2 separate regions of the Mus musculus genome follow, and region 1 is linked to region 2. A link is a contact called in public HiChIP or PLAC-seq data. All regions are on one chromosome and are shown on one strand. The core of a region is the stretch at or near the end of the contact, and the rest is flanking DNA. Distances in the headings are between cores, read along the strand shown.

Region 1 (4,640 bases), core at 2,005-4,504, 240 kb before region 2:
GAGTCACTTACCCCCAGTTTTCTTTGATATGAGATAATACCTTCCCATTATTGTCGAAGACAGTTGGACCTAGAATGGAGGGGTTTAACAGTAGGAACTCAGACATGGAAGCAAACAGCATCCTATTATATTGCTGAAGCTCAGGTTGGCTTTCAATTTGGAAATCAAGGTTGGCTTTCAATTTGGAAATCATATGCAAAGAAATACTACTTAAGTAATATGTGTTAATTGGCATTACAATAACAAAACACTTGGGATAATCAGCTTATAAAGCAAAAAATTTATTTTCATCATAATTTTGAAGTTTTCTATCCAGAGTTGGTTGACCTGCTGTTTTGTGGCCTATGACAAGACAGTGTGTTCTGGGACACTTGGCAGAGAAGGCTGCTCTCACAGCATGACAGACAGAGAACAAACTGAGGGAAGGCTGACATCGGATGCCTCCATTTCCAGTGACCCAATTTCTTGCACTGGGATCCATATATTAGGTGTTTTACCATCTCCCAACAGCTTGACAGACTGACAGCCAAGACCTTAAGGCACATGGGTCTCCAGGTGGATGCTTATCCAAACCACAGCATTACACATTTTAGAAAATTGTGTCTTATTTGGGGAAGCTACTTCCGTGCTTGAGGAATTTTGATGCTAGAGTAAAACACCCATAGTGGAATACGGTATATTTTTAGGTTTTACAGCTGGCTTCTGGGAAGGGGGCTTCCAGGTTTTATAACCAGCATTAGGAAAAAGAATTCTGGTTTCTATACCTTACGTGAGGAAGAAAAGGCTATGGGTGTTACAAGGTCAGGAGGTCTAGGAAAGAATTTGTCACTGTTTTTCTTCCATTTCAAAGTTTTCTGACCCCTAATAGTATCTGATGGGTAATTCCATAGATGGCCTTTAGGGACAAGGCTACACAAGATATATACCAAGAGCTGGCATAAAACCAGGCATGGCAGCTCATGCCTTCAATCCCACTATTCAGGAGGTGGAAGCCAGAAGATCAGGCATTCAAAGTTATTCCTGGCTATAGCAAGTTCTATAACAGTCTGGGTTACACGAGACCCTGTCTCCAAAAGCAATAAAAATTGCTGTAGAAAATTGGACATTCCTTTAATCCCAGCCCTTGGGAGGGAGAGGCAGGCAGATCTCTATGAATTTAAGATTAGCCAGGGTTACAGAGTGAGACCCTTTGTACCTCCCATCCTGTCCTCAAAAACCATGCAACCTCAATGGTAAAGGCAGGAGAGGGCATCTGGCTTTGAGTGGAGCTGTGGTTAAATCGCCTTCTTTGAAAGTACCCATTACAAGGCACTGGTTACAGTTTCATCACCTAGAAAATGCATTCGGGGACTAGGGAGGTGCTTTAGCAACATTATTGCCTCAAAATATTTTTTTAAACTTCCTGAATACAGAACTTCCCAGAGGCATATCTTAGTGGACAGGACATTTGCAGTTCACCATTCACCTTCGCAGAGATGTCTTGCCCATTTAGAGATGTCATTGCTGAGTCAAGATTGAAACCATAAAATTTCTTTTGTAAAAGAGTAAAAAGAAAAAGAAAGGAAAAGGAAAGAAGGAAGAAATGCGTTAGGGAGAGCAAGAGGGCTGACTGAGTAGAGGTGTTGCTGGACAAACCTAGTTACCATGGAGAGAACCCATTCCCAAAAGTTGTTCTGCACACCCTGCAAGCTCCTTCTGGCATTCACGTGACCCTGTGCTTCAAACACACATCGAAGATGCACAAAACATCATTTAAACCGGGTGGTGGTGGAGCACACCTTAAATCACAGCACTCGGGGAGCCAAAGGCAGATCTCTGTAATGAATTTGAGACTAACCCGGTGTCTTAGTTAGGGTTTTACTGCTGTGAACAGACACCTTGATCAAGGCAAGTCTTATAAAAAAACAACATTTAATTGGGGCTGGCTTACAGGCTCAGAGGTTCCGTCCATTACCATCAAGGTGGGAACATGGCAGTATCCAGGCAGGTATGGTGCAGGCAGAGCTGAGAGTTCTACATCTTCATCCAAAGGCTGCTAGTGGAAGACTGACTTCCAGGCAACTAGGATGAGGGTCTTAAGCCCACACCCACAGTGACACACCTATTCCAACCAGGCCACACCTCCAGATGGTGCCACTCTGAGAATATACAAACCATCACATTTACAGAGTGAGTTCCAGGACAGAAACTACACAGGGCTACAGGGAAGCAGGGCTACAGGGAGACAAGGTTACCCAGAGAAACCCTATATTGAAAAAACCAAAATGATGATGATGATGGCGGCGGCGATGATGATTTCAAAAAGATGTTTTAAAGAGCTGGAAACACAACTGGCTAAAGTCAACCCCATAGTTATTTAGAAATGACTAGCTAGGAGCTGTGAGATGGCTCAGAGAGTAAAAGCACTTGCTGCCTAGCCTGACTTTGATCCACATGGTGGGTTTCAGGAGAACCAGATCCTGAAAGTTGTCCTCTGATCTTCACGATCAAGCTGTGGTAACAGGCCACCAGCTCACCTTGTGCACAATAAATAAATAAATAAATAAATAAATAAATAAATAAATACATAAATAAATAAATACATAAATACATACATAAATAAATGTATAATTAATTTATTTTCAAGAACCGAATACCAGGTTTCACGCTATTGTTTGCGGGCAGAATTTGCAAACGGCTAGGACCACGGACAGTATGTACAGAGGACTGAGTTGGAGGGCGGAGGGGAAGTGGGGTGTGGACTAGGAGGAAAAAACGCGCCCTAGGGGTTCCCCTAACTCAATATGGGGGTCTTAACCTGTTTTTATGACACTGGGGTTATGATGGTCAAGCGCTGGTGCAAACTGGGGTGTAAGAAAAGGAAAAGGATCTTCGAATTATCTAAATGAAGTATCTGGTTGCTAAGACCCAACTGCCTCCATCTCCCAGCCAGGCTGCAGGCCAGGATTGGGGCAGACAGATCGCTCTTCTAAGGGTCAAGTCCAGCTGCAGAGCCCCGCCATGTGACCTTGCCAGGCTGGGAGTTGTCTTTGGAAGAGGTTGGTGGTGCAACCAAGACTCGCACTTTTCTCTGGGGGAGCAGCACCGCGCCTACCCAGCCAGTGGCCCATCGGTTCCCGGGGTCGCCCCAGCCCCGCCCGGCCGCCGCAGGCTGCGCAGCTCCGCAGGCTCCGGGCCGGGTCCTCCCCGGGCGTCGCGACGTGCTGATTGGCTGGGCGGAGGCGGCGGAGGAGGCAGCGGAGGCGGCGGCGGCGGCGTCGGCGCGAGGCGATCCGGAGCATTCGCCGGCCGGGTCTGCAGAGGCGGCTGGCGCACGGCGCAAGCAAAGCCGCGGTGCTCGCCTGGGACGCGCCAGGGGGTCGCGCGGGCGAGCGGCCGCAGCTTCGGTCGCCATGTGCGCGCAGGTCTGGCTGCTGACCGACCGGCTCATCCGCGAGGACTACCCGCAGGTGCAGATCCTGCGCGCGCTCCGCCAGCGCTGCTCGGAGCAGGACGTGGGTTTCCGGGCGGTGTTCCTGGACCAGATCGCCGTCACCGTCGTCGGCGGCCACCTAGGTGAGCTCAGCCGGGGGAGGGAGGGAGGGGCACCGGGGTCCCGTGAGCCGGCCGCTCTCCTCCTTGAGCCCGGCTCCGAGGTAGCCCCTCTGCAGCAGCCTGAGGCCAAGAGTAGAGAAGATGCTTAATTCATTTAGGAGATGAGTTAATGGGGCATTCACATTCACCTGAAGCTAAAGGCACCAAACCTCACACTGTAGATTCTCCGAGCACAGGTGGCCTGCCGGATTGGATCCCGAAATTAAAAGAACCAACCCAGAATTCACAAAATTGCTCTTAGGCAGATGTTTGGGAAACTTTTCCAGTGGTATGTATGCTCCAGTGATGAACGCCCTAGGTAGAACACTATTCTCAAACTGGGAGCCTAATTATGGGAGACAGCTGAGAAAGATTGAGATCGTCTCTGGAGGGGAAGGGGCGAGAGGAGACGATTGATGGTTTCCATTAATTTGTCCTCCTCCCAAAGAATGTTTAATTCAGATTCCAAAATAGCCAAGTACTTCCAGGCCTCACTGGTCCCTTCAGTGCCGGGTCCAGGGCAATTGAGGTGGGAGGTTGGGGGAAATGGTTATTATCCCTGACTGCCTATTCAAAGCGTTCTGTTTATTCTTATTATCTTCAATACATGCCTGCTATGTATTGCTAAGCTATCCATGACTTTGGAAACTCGTATTCACTGGCTTACAGTCTGTGTTCTCGGTAAGCCCTCCGAGGTAGCCAGCTATTTCAGGGGGTCCAGGGCTGAGGAGGGTTGGGCCGTCTTGGATGCTTCTTGGAATGTTACCCATATGTCATCTTTAACTGGTTGAGTAGAGTTCCTTCTGCAAGGGTAGGGATTCCACATCCTGAACAGACTACTTACAAGTGAGGTTTTGAGTATGTGTCCCTAAGTGAAATAGCTCAGTTTTGTACATTGTTCATCGGTAGGTGTAGTTAAACCTTACTAGGTTCAAAATGCATATACTTTGGGAGTAGTTATATGCAAGCATTAGACACTCCACATTTCAAGTGGTGTGCTTAAGTGTAAAAATACCATTTTTTAAGTTTGGGTTGCTGAAACCCTCCTGATTGGTTAACGGTGAACG
Region 2 (4,124 bases), core at 723-3,222:
CACAGGAGACCTGGTTCTGACAGGAAAAGGCTAAGTCACAAGTGATCCAGGTCACCCCGGCAAGAACGTGGAGTTAGACTTCAGACTTCACGTGGCTCTCCTTTCTTAGAAACTAGCTGGGGCCTGTTACCTATTTCCTCTTCCAAGTGACAGCCCTGGGCCCGGGTAGGACAGATAGGAAGGAGGCCCAGCCCCAGCACTCACCTGGCATTGACAGGAGTGCTGGGGTTGAAGAATTCCTGTGTTACCAGGGTAGCATACCAGGAGACAGCAGTCAAAGTACAGAGACCTAAAGAACCAAGTAGGGAAGCTCAGCTCTGCCTGGGCCGGCCAGCCGCAAAAGCTGGGCTAGCCACATAGTCAAGAGGGGAGAGGAAGCTGGGCACTCACCTGCCAAGAGGAAGAGAGCACCTCCGGAGATGGCCACACGGCTCTTGGCAGTGGGGTTACTGTCTCCAACCCGAGTGCACTTCATGCCCACGACACTGAGCACCATGGCCACAAAGCCCAGGAGCACAGCCACGACCATCAGGGCTCGTGCTGACTGGATATGACCTGAGGCAGGTTAAGAAAGGTCTGAGCACGAGTGGGGAACTCGGAGAGGGGTGGTGGGGTGGTGGGGTTGTAGGGGGGTGCAAAATGGAGGTGTTAGACCTGAAATGAGAGGAAGCTGGCGTGGAAGGGCTTGGGTAGAAGCCTGAAGAGGCCTGAGCACTTGCCTGCTTGTGAGAAGAGACAATGAGTGTTTGAGGAGAGGGGGCAGAGTGAGGTCATTGTCACTGCTGACCCCGTTTCCCACCGGCCCTGACTGGCTCCTTTCTCCTGGGTCTGGTACACCCTCAATCAAGCAGCAGGAGATGGGGCAGAGTATCACTCAGGATCACCAGAGGTAGAGCTGAAAGTGCCTGAGAACCAGCTAAACCCAGCTTGGTTCCCAGCAGCAACCCTGTCAATCGTCCCTGTCAATCATGGAATCCTATGCTTTTTTCTTTGGGAGTGTATTGGTCAGTTCTAGGCCCCAGGCAGCAGGAGACTTAGATCCCTGAGGGAGGCAGGCCAGTGGTTTGTCTGGACCAGTGTGAGTGGGACTGACTGTGTGGGCTCTACTTTGAGCCCTGTCGGAGTGCAAGTGCGATGGTCCCCAAGGTCAGAGCTGTAATGGTGTCTGACTCTGTGTGTGTGTGTGTCCGTGTGTGTGTGTGTGTCCGTGTGTGTGTGTGTGTGTGTGTGTGTGTGTCGGTGTGTGTGTGTAAACATATCTGTCAATATGGAATATGGAGAGAAGAGGAGTGGAGAATGATAACAGGCTTATGAAACCAGACCCTCATCTCAGTCCACCCTCCCATGCCCTGTGTATTAATGGCCTGGTTACACAGGAGAACATTAGAACGCAAGGGTTGAATGAGTGGGTATTAGGACCGGGAGCCCAGGCTGCCAGCTTCTTGTGTTCCTGCCTCCTCAGAGCCTAGAGACCTGACTGGCCTGGACTCTCCGGTGTACACAGGACAGAAGTTAGGGACTCCCACAGGGGCTGGAGTGTGCCACCCAGCACTAAGGACAGGCTGTGAAAAAGCTTGCCGACAACCTCCCCAGCCCAGTCAGTGCCCCGTCAGTGCCCCCTCCCCGGCTCCCACCGGAGGCCTACCGTCCAGGGCCAGGAGTGAATCGTAGAGTTTGCATTGCACCTGCCCGGTGCTCTGAGAGGCGCAAGACATCCACAGCCCTTCGTAGAGGCCCACGGCAGTGATGATGGCATCGCCTGCATAGGAAGACTGCTTCCACTGTGGCAGGGCAGTGCTGGCGATGATGCCCACCCAGCCGCCCAAGGCTAGGAAGTAGCCCAGGAGCTGGAGGCCCGAGTTGGCCATGGCCCAGGTAGGAGTCTGAGAGTTCCAGGACTCAGAGATGGGCCAGGGTGTGGAGGAGCGTTGTGGTCATGGTAAGAGGAACAGCCGGAAAAGGGGAGCTAAGTGGCACAGGAGGAGAGGAGGAGAGGGGATGGCTGGCTGGCCAGCAGAGGCAGTGGCTGCTGATTCCAGAATGCAGGGGGCGGCCTTGGGGCTGGAAAAGGCCAAAACCCGCCCACAGACAGTCCCCAGCAGAGCTCTTTTCGCCCAGTTTCTTGGGAGTGGAGGGTAGAACCTAGGATCCAAGCTGGGGTACCCCTGCCCTCCCTGTCTCAATAGTAAGGAAGGGAGGGGCTAGGAGGAGTGACTCTTCCCCCTTTTAACCAGGGAAACCCCTTTAGGAGTGATTCCAGTGCTCTGGGATTCTCCTAATCCCTTCCCCAGCACCAGCTCAGTGGATGGCTTTGCTGTGCTTCAGTGCCTGATCTGAAGCGGCGGTTTCTTGCCCACTGACTTGAGGACAGAAAAAGAAAGAAATTTTAGTTACAGCAGGAAAAAACTATAGAGTTCTCTCTCTCTCTCTCTCTCTCTCTCTTCCTCTCTCTCTCTCTCTCTCTCTCTCTCTCTGTGTGTGTGTGTGTGTGTGTGTGTGTGTGTGTGTGTGTGCTGGGTATGGAAACCAGGCTTTGTTGTACATGCTAGGCAAGCACTCTACCACTGACCTAGATCCCCTGGAGTTAGTTTTGGATCAGGGCTTTAAGGCCAGATGTGCAGAGACTCAGTTAAATATGAGCTGCTGGGGAGAAGAGTCCTAGGTACCTGGAAACCATGTCTATCAAAATGGGAGAGGCCAAAGCAGGGAAGATGTGCTATGGGGTCTGTCTGCGATCTGAGGAGTCAGAAGAGGGACCCACAGTAACTGGGCCAGTGGTAGCTGTCTGCCAGCCTCAGGACGTGGTGGGGAGCTGGGGAGATCTGCGCCAGCATCTGTCCTGAACTTGGAGGAAGAAGAACTGCTCAGCCAGTTAATCCCTTTGCTGGCTGGTTCAGCAGCTCCTGCTGGGACCTGAGACAGCAGGCCCTGGCCCCTAGCTCCAGAACAGCCTGGCAGGGGCAGGGGCCTCTGTGCATTCCTGGGGTTCAGGCTCACCGCTCCTAGACCCCTGCCCGCCCCTTCTCACTCAGCCCTCGGGAGCAGGGAATGTTTAACTCCCCTGGGTCTCATTAGCAATCCTCTCACGTTCATTTCAGCCCCACAGGCTTGGCATGGGTGCAGGAGGAATGTCACACCCCTGCTCCCGCTCCAGCCTCCCAGCCACCTCTCTTACATCCCCTGCATCCATCCCACTGCCTTTCCTGAGCTGCAACATGGCCAGCTTCCTCCCCCACACCTTCAACCCCCACAGCAGGGACAAACCCCCAGCCTGCTGCCTTACATTCCTCACGTGGGTGCCTGGCACTCTCAGACAATGGCAAGCCTATGTGCCTGCTCAGGGCGTGGGCCCCTGGTATGGCCTGCAGCTCCAGCTCAGCTCCAGGGACCTGGGGGAAGCTGGGTAAGGGGCGAGTGCTGTTTGGTAGACAGTGCCACACACTGGGTCCCTCTGACTTCTTGTGCACACTGGACCTGCTTCTTAGAGTAGCTGGCCAATCCCCAAAATAGCAGTGGGGGCCAGAAGGGTGACAGAAAAGATGGTTCAGACTTCAAATTCTCCTGCCATGAACGATAAGACAACAGAACCAAAGGAAACAGGGGAGATTACCAGAGCCCAGAGTGAGGCAGGAGATACAAGCAAAAGACTCCTGGGGGTAGTAAGGCTCAGGTAACCTCAAGGCAGACCTTCCAACTAGGCAGGTAACTGGGCTGTGTAGGTGCTGGTTCCTATGGCCTCTCCCCATGTCTTTGCCTTTCTGCCTTTTGGAGGGAGTGGGGATAGGGATGGGAGTGCCTCATAAGCTGCTCCCTACTAATGAGACAACTGAGGAGTTCAGCATCTTCATCATTAAAAGCCGGGCAGTGGTGGCACATGCCTTTAATCCCAGCACTCGGGAGGCAGAGTCAGGCGGATCTCTGAGTTCGAGGCCAGCCTGGTCTACAGAGTGAGTTCCAGGACTTCACTGAGAAACCCTGCCTCATCCACCACCACCCCCAAAAAAGAGATACTGTTTTGCTGAGCTGGCATGAAGCTTAGGGGAGTCAGAGGGTCTGCACTGGTAGCAACTCTACAGAGGCTATTGGAAAGGCCAGACAAGTTCCTCTCTCCCCAAGCTGAGCCT

Evidence for each region. HiChIP or PLAC-seq counts read pairs in DNA pulled down with a chosen protein or histone mark.
Region 1: a contact with region 2 is called in an H3K4me3 HiChIP or PLAC-seq map of neural tube, with 3 times the contacts expected there. The contact joins the promoter of Rimkla here to the promoter of Cldn19 in region 2. A contact is called at or near these places in 2 of 39 promoter capture datasets (hippocampal neurons and pre-B cells), 3 of 15 datasets of contacts at CTCF or cohesin (the NIH/3T3 cell line, large pre-B cells and pro-B cells), 1 of 484 Hi-C or Micro-C datasets (the HL-1 cell line), 2 of 115 datasets of contacts at active chromatin or transcription factors (embryonic forebrain and neural tube) and 3 of 9 other capture datasets (adipose tissue, liver and pancreatic islet).

Annotation. Positions count from the first base shown.
Region 1 is chr4:119,491,212-119,495,851 of GRCm38.p6, reverse strand. It overlaps Rimkla (ribosomal modification protein rimK-like family member A), which reads left to right and starts at 3,254. Exons shown (of 5, transcript NM_177572.4): 1 at 3,254-3,555. The coding sequence starts at 3,393.
Region 2 is chr4:119,253,317-119,257,440 of GRCm38.p6, reverse strand. It overlaps Cldn19 (claudin 19), which reads right to left and starts at 1,972. Exons shown (of 5, transcript NM_001038590.1): 1 at 1,646-1,972; 2 at 391-555; 3 at 205-289. The coding sequence starts at 1,868. Gm12927 (a long non-coding RNA gene) reads left to right here and starts at 191. Exons shown (of 2, transcript XR_376592.4): 1 at 191-574.